Regions from separate parts of the Mus musculus genome. Here region 1 is linked to region 2. The links are chromatin contacts, called in public promoter capture Hi-C maps. All regions are on one chromosome and are shown on one strand. The core of a region is the stretch at or near the end of the contact, and the rest is flanking DNA. Distances in the headings are between cores, read along the strand shown.

What was found. Promoter capture Hi-C pulls out the DNA fragments that hold promoters and counts their contacts.
Region 1: a promoter capture Hi-C map of liver shows a contact between it and region 2, with 2.8 times the contacts expected there. The contact joins the promoter of Tmf1 here to the promoter of Mrps25 in region 2. A contact is called at or near these places in 3 of 39 promoter capture datasets (cranial neural crest, liver and pre-B cells).

The regions. Positions count from the first base shown.
Region 1 is chr6:97,177,741-97,180,623 of GRCm38.p6, reverse strand. It overlaps Tmf1 (TATA element modulatory factor 1), which reads left to right and starts at 1,500. Exons shown (of 17, transcript NM_001081111.2): 1 at 1,500-1,742. The coding sequence starts at 1,601.
Region 2 is chr6:92,182,394-92,185,319 of GRCm38.p6, reverse strand. Mrps25 (mitochondrial ribosomal protein S25) reads left to right here and starts at 1,297. Exons shown (of 4, transcript NM_025578.4): 1 at 1,297-1,480. The coding sequence starts at 1,347.

The DNA of each region.
Region 1 (2,883 bases), core at 251-2,750, 5.0 Mb before region 2:
TAATACAGAGGACCCAATCTGATAAGGTAGGCATCCCTATTAGAAGAGGTGAGAGGGATGTGGGAGGAAGATTAGACAATGGAGTGCTGTACCTGTACCCAGGGAACAAAAGGATTGACTGCAGACTTGAAGCTAGGAGAAGCATGGTGCATTCTCCATGAAGATTTCAGAGGGAGGACAGCTCCAGTGAACAACTTCAGACTTCTGGCTCCAAACCACAAAAGCATTTCTGTCATTTTAAGCCATCCTGTTAGTAGTTCTGGTAGTCCTAGGGAATGTTTTGGGGGATAAAATTACATTTCCCCTTTCCCTTCCGTCCCTCTAAACTTTTTCATAGACCTCTATTGCTCTCTCTCAAATTAAGTCTCTTTTATTAACTGTTAAGTATATAAGTGTGTATACATATGCGTTCTCAAATGCATTAATTAGTACAACCCTCAGTCTGTATGATGATTTCGGGGCTGCTCATTTGGTAGTGTGTAACCTTCCCAGGGGAAGATTTACCCCATTCCTAGCTTCGGCATTCCTTAAGTACCCGTGGTTCTTTGTGTAGGGTAGGAGTCTCTTTTCACAAAGGGCTAATGCTTGAATTAAATTTAGCCTTTAAATGCTGGTAGAAAATTTTTCTTTAGCATTATTAGAACCAAACCAAACAGCTGCTGACTGGACAAGGAAGGCCATCGACTTTAAATTTTCTCCCATGACCAAGTGTGGGAAAGAGAGCATACAAGCTGTATCTTTTAGGCAGTGTGCACAGTATGTACTGATGGGTTAATATTTTATTGCTTGCCAAGTGGCTTAACCCATCCAAACCGCTGTTACAAACTGCCATAAAGTGGCTGGCTCATAGGCTACAGAAACTTGATTTTTACTGTTCTTGTGACTGGGAGGTCCAAGACGAGCACAGCTGATGAGAGCCATCTATTTCTAGTTCATGGCTGGCGTGACCTTGGTATGTTATGCTTGAGAGGGCGTAGGCACCTCTTAATAGGGCATTCATCTCTTTCCCGTGGGTGTCACAGTCATCTCGTGACCCAGAAAGTTCCTTAAAGCCCCACCTCTTAACATAGGAGTGTGCTGATGAACGCCATTCAGATGACAGAATTAGGTTGAGAGGGAGGTGGTTTCATCTGTTAATGTTCCAGGACCTGGGGACCGTGCCCATCAAGTCAGGCATAGACATCCAGGCCAGGCGAGAACTGGCCAACTACTTTTTGAGTACCAAGATTAATAAGTGTGAGGCCTAGCCGCCGGGATTATAGCGAGGCACACGCGGCTCTGGTCGCTCCCGGAGGTCTGGGCCTCGGCGCAGATCGCGTCCCTCAGTTGAGAACGGCCATGAAGCCCAGAGGCGGCTGGTAACTAAGGGCTCCGCTCCGCTCCCGGATGTGGCTTCACGCTACCGCCTCCGTCCTTCCGTCTGGGCGGAACTCGGCTCCCGGATCTGGTGGTTGTGTACGTGGAAGGGCGGCGCATGCGCGGCGGGGCCCGGCTCAGCTGTGCGGAAGGCTCGCAGCGCCGCGCGGCCGCGGGAGGCGGTGGGGCCGGGGCCGCCGCTGAGGCCGCCGGAGCCGGCCGGAGCCGGCGCTGAGGAGGGGCCATGAGCTGGTTCAATGCCTCGCAGTTGTCCAGCTTCGCCAAGCAGGCCCTGTCCCAGGCCCAGAAGTCCATCGACAGGGTCCTGGACATCCAGGAGGAGGAGCCGAGCGCCTGGGCCGAGGCCATCCCGTACGGCGAGCCGGGTAAGCGGGTCCCGGGGTGTCGCGCCTGCCTGCCTGCCTGCTGTCGGACCCCAGTCCCGCACGCCTCGGCCCCGGTGCGGGTCCTGCTGACCTCAGGTGTCAGCTCGAGCTCTGGTCCTGGCCCCAGGCCCCTGACTACAGAGTCAGGAGCACAGCCCCAGATCCCCAATTGCTAGGCGTCTTCCGCCTTGGCGCCCTAGGTCCGAGCCTTGTAAATCCCCAGTCCCGGAGCCCCGCGGGAAGCGTTTAAGGAACACAAAAGACTTTGTTTACAAAAAGTTCACCGTCTCAAAACAACCCGAGTCAGGGATGGTAGACCCCGTGTTCTACAGAGGAGCTAACCGAAACTCAGAATGCATAACTTTCTCCAGGTGAGGCACAGTCTGTACGGGGCAGAGTCCCAAGAGAATTTGTGCTCCAAGAGTTCCCAACTGTAGCCCTTTTTGCAGCACCAGATCTTTCAGATGAACTGAAATTACTCTTTCCAGGATTATTCGGTTGCTTGTGTCTTTACGTCTAAGGGAGTCTGGAGCACTTTTCGTGTGTAGCAACAGACACTGGGGCAAACCTTTGGATGAAAGTTAACTGTGGTTTCTGGTTTTAGATGTACATTGTTGAAAACTCGGGACCTAAGTTGAATCATTGATAACGTAGTTTATGTATGACTGTAGATATATCGTGATCTTATTTCATTCTCTGTGGCACCTTGCTATTGGGAAGCTCGCCTTTTTGTGGTTGGACCCCAGAGCTGGAGTTACTAAACTTAAGATCAGATGTTTCAAATAAAAAGATACTCATTATCCCCCGCCCCGGGCGAAATCTGAGACATGGATAGTGCTGTATAATTTATTTTAGAGGGCAGGTTGTCTGAAATGGAATATGCTTTCTTGAATGCTATTTTCATTGATCATCTGTTGTGTTTTAGATTACAAAACAACATGGGTCTGAAGAATAGGAATAGTTTAAGTGGATGTGTGGTTACTATAATTTTGTACCACATTTTTCAAGAGGCAAAGTTAAACCCTGGTATCCGTGAGGATGCTAATTAGCTACCTCGAAGACCTAATCTTGCCTTAAGCTTTGTTTTCTGGTTTCACACACTGAACAAATAAATGTAAAACTCTGTTCCCAGTTCAGTTTC
Region 2 (2,926 bases), core at 48-2,547:
TTACCTTCCTCTTCAGACATGTAGTTATAGCTGAAGCTTATTAGTGATGTGTTCACATATATGCAGGCAAAACACTCATACATAGGGGCTGGAGAGATGGCTCAGTGGTTTAGAGCACTGACTGTTCTTCCAGAGGTCCTGAGTTCAATTCCCAGAACCCACATAGTGGCTCACAACCATCTGTAATGGAATCCGATGCCCTCTTCTGGTGTGTCTGAAGACAGCTACAGTGTACTCATAAATAAAATTAATAAATCTTTTAAAAAATATAGACATAAAGTAAAAAAAAAAAAACTAAAACAATTTACAATTTGGTAGCTGGGGAGATGGCTCGGTGGGTAAGAGTACTTGAGGGTCTGAGTTCTGATCCCAGGATCCATGTAAAAATCTAGGTGAGATCATCTGTGCCTGTAACCCCAGAAGTGTGGGTTACAATCCCAATTGCTGGAGCTTACTAAGAGAACAGAAACACAGCAGGACACTTTTCCCCCAGCCTTCATGTGTGCACAGGACATGTCTAGAATTGTTGGATTATTTGAGCAGAGGAAAGAACACTTAAGTTTTGAAAAAAAAATACTAGAATAAAAGATTAACAGATGAAAAATGCTCTAATGGGCTTATCAGTAGACAGTTCATCTATGAAGCCTGGGAAGTCAGTTGAAAATTTACATAATTACAAAGGGAAAAAATCTTGAGAATCCTATAGAAAAATTAATTTCAGCCATAAACAGCGATTAAAAATTACAGTGGGGCTGGAAAAATGGCTTAGCAGTTCAGTGCACTTGCTGCTCTTTTAGAGGTCCCACATGGCAGTTCACAGCTCTGTAAGGTCAATTTCAGGGGACCCAACGCCCTCTTCCAGCCTCTGCGGGCACTGCGTGTATGTGGTGCACAGCCACAACACACAAGCAAAACAGTAAGGTAAAAATAAATCCTAAAAAAAAAAATGCAGCGCAGAGTGACATGTTGATTGTTGACTTGTCATATCTGTCACAACCACTCTTAACAAGCGAACGACCCCCTCCTCTAAGCAGAGTCCTTTGAGGCAGACCCTGACGCGCCAGAGCAAGCCACTCTTTCCTCCTTTGCAAATAAGTTTTCCCTTTGAATCAACAGCGACTTTTCCGTCAAGCTCTTCACTTCAGAACTGGAGATCTTGGGAGAAGATAATTGGTTTCTGTGAAGACAAAAACGACAGGTTGATTCCCAACGCTGAGGCGGCTGCGAGCCCGGGCCCAAACTACGAGTCCCAGGCTGCCCCGCGGCCGCGCTGGCCGCCGGGAAGTGCCTCCCAAGATTCCCGGAGCCGCGCTGGTCCGCGGCTTGAGGAGTTCCTGACTTCCACCATGCCGATGAAGGGTCGCTTCCCGATCCGCCGTACGCTGCAGTACCTGGGTCGCGGGGACGTGGTATTCAAGGAGTCTGTGAAGATCATGACCGTGAACTACAACACGTATGGGGAACTGGGCGAAGGCGCCAGGTCAGTGTGGGTCACAGCCCTCGGGGTTCAGTGAAAGAAGCTGAGGCAGTGGAGGGCATCCCGACTGATCCCCGATAGAAACCCGAGTGCTCCTCCACCGGAGGGATGGGTTGCGGCTGGAAGGCTGGCCCCTTGTGCGAGGCTGTGGCGCGGGGAACGCCTTGGGAGCGGAGTAGTAAGTTTCCGCACCTGTGCACAGCATGGCTTGCTGCTGCTTAGGACACTTGATGAATGAAAGGTTTCATTGACCCGTTTATCATCTCTGAGCAATGCTTTGGACCCTTCCGAACTTACTGCACATTTATTGAGCGCCCAAAACGCTGGGTTCAGTACTGGGATTTTCCACAGTACGGGATAAACATGACTGTAGATAGAAGTGGATTTGTAGAACGGATCAGAAAGAGAGAAGAGAATAATTTTCAAGGTGGAGAGTGGCCCCTGTGGCAAAGACCTTGACTTCATGAGAGCCAGAAGCCGCCTTCAAGCCATTTTCTCTGGTCAAGTTGACCCCCAAGACCTAAGATTTGCTAGCCTGGGATCTGCTGGGGTGAGGGCTCTCTGGAACCCTCTCGGTGGACCAGAGGGTTCGGGCTCTACTCCCCACTTGTCAGGAGTTTATGCATATGCAAAGGCCTCTTAACTAGTTGTATGACCTTGGGATCACACAAGTTCTCTCAACTTCTGACAGCATTTTTCCTAGGCGGAACACCACAACATCAGTGTGTTGGTGGTGGTGTGGGGTTGCTGGAGAATAAAGTGCCTGGCAGAGTGCAACAGGTGCTGACCTTGTGCCCATTTGATCCAGTAGGTGCATCTATATCTATCTGGTTTGTGGGCACAAGGCTCTGTGCTTTGGGATGGGAAGACAGAGACTTGCTGACAAGTTCTGCCTTCAAGCTTTTGGGTGGTGTGCTGTGGAGCTTTCAGGGCAGTGTTTCCTCCCCAGAAGCAGTTCTTTCACTTTTTCAAGTTTTGTGTTGATGTAATTACTTAAAGGTCTCCACCCCACCCGACCCTGTGTTTGTGTATGTGTGGATACATTAGCATTCAACCAAAGATAATGTTTCTAAGGAGCTGGCTGACTTGGTTTCTTTTTGAAATAGGGTCTCTCAGCCTGGGCTTCATGGATTCAGCTAGGCTGGTCAGTAAGCCTGGAGCCAGCAAGCAAGGGCTCACACCTGGCCTTTTACCTCTCTCTCTCTCTCTCTCTCTCTCTCTCTCTGTCTGTCTGTCTCTCTCTGTGTGTGTGTGTTTTGTATGTCATGAGAGTTTATTTACACCATATGTGTGCAGGTGCCCATGAAGCCAGAGGGTGTTGGATTCTCTGGCACTGGAGTTACAAGTGGTTGTGAGGCACTTGATGTGGGTACTGGGAACTGAACTCAGGTCCTCTGGAAGAACAGTAAGCACTCTTAATTGCTGGGCCATTTCTCCAACCTCAAGTAA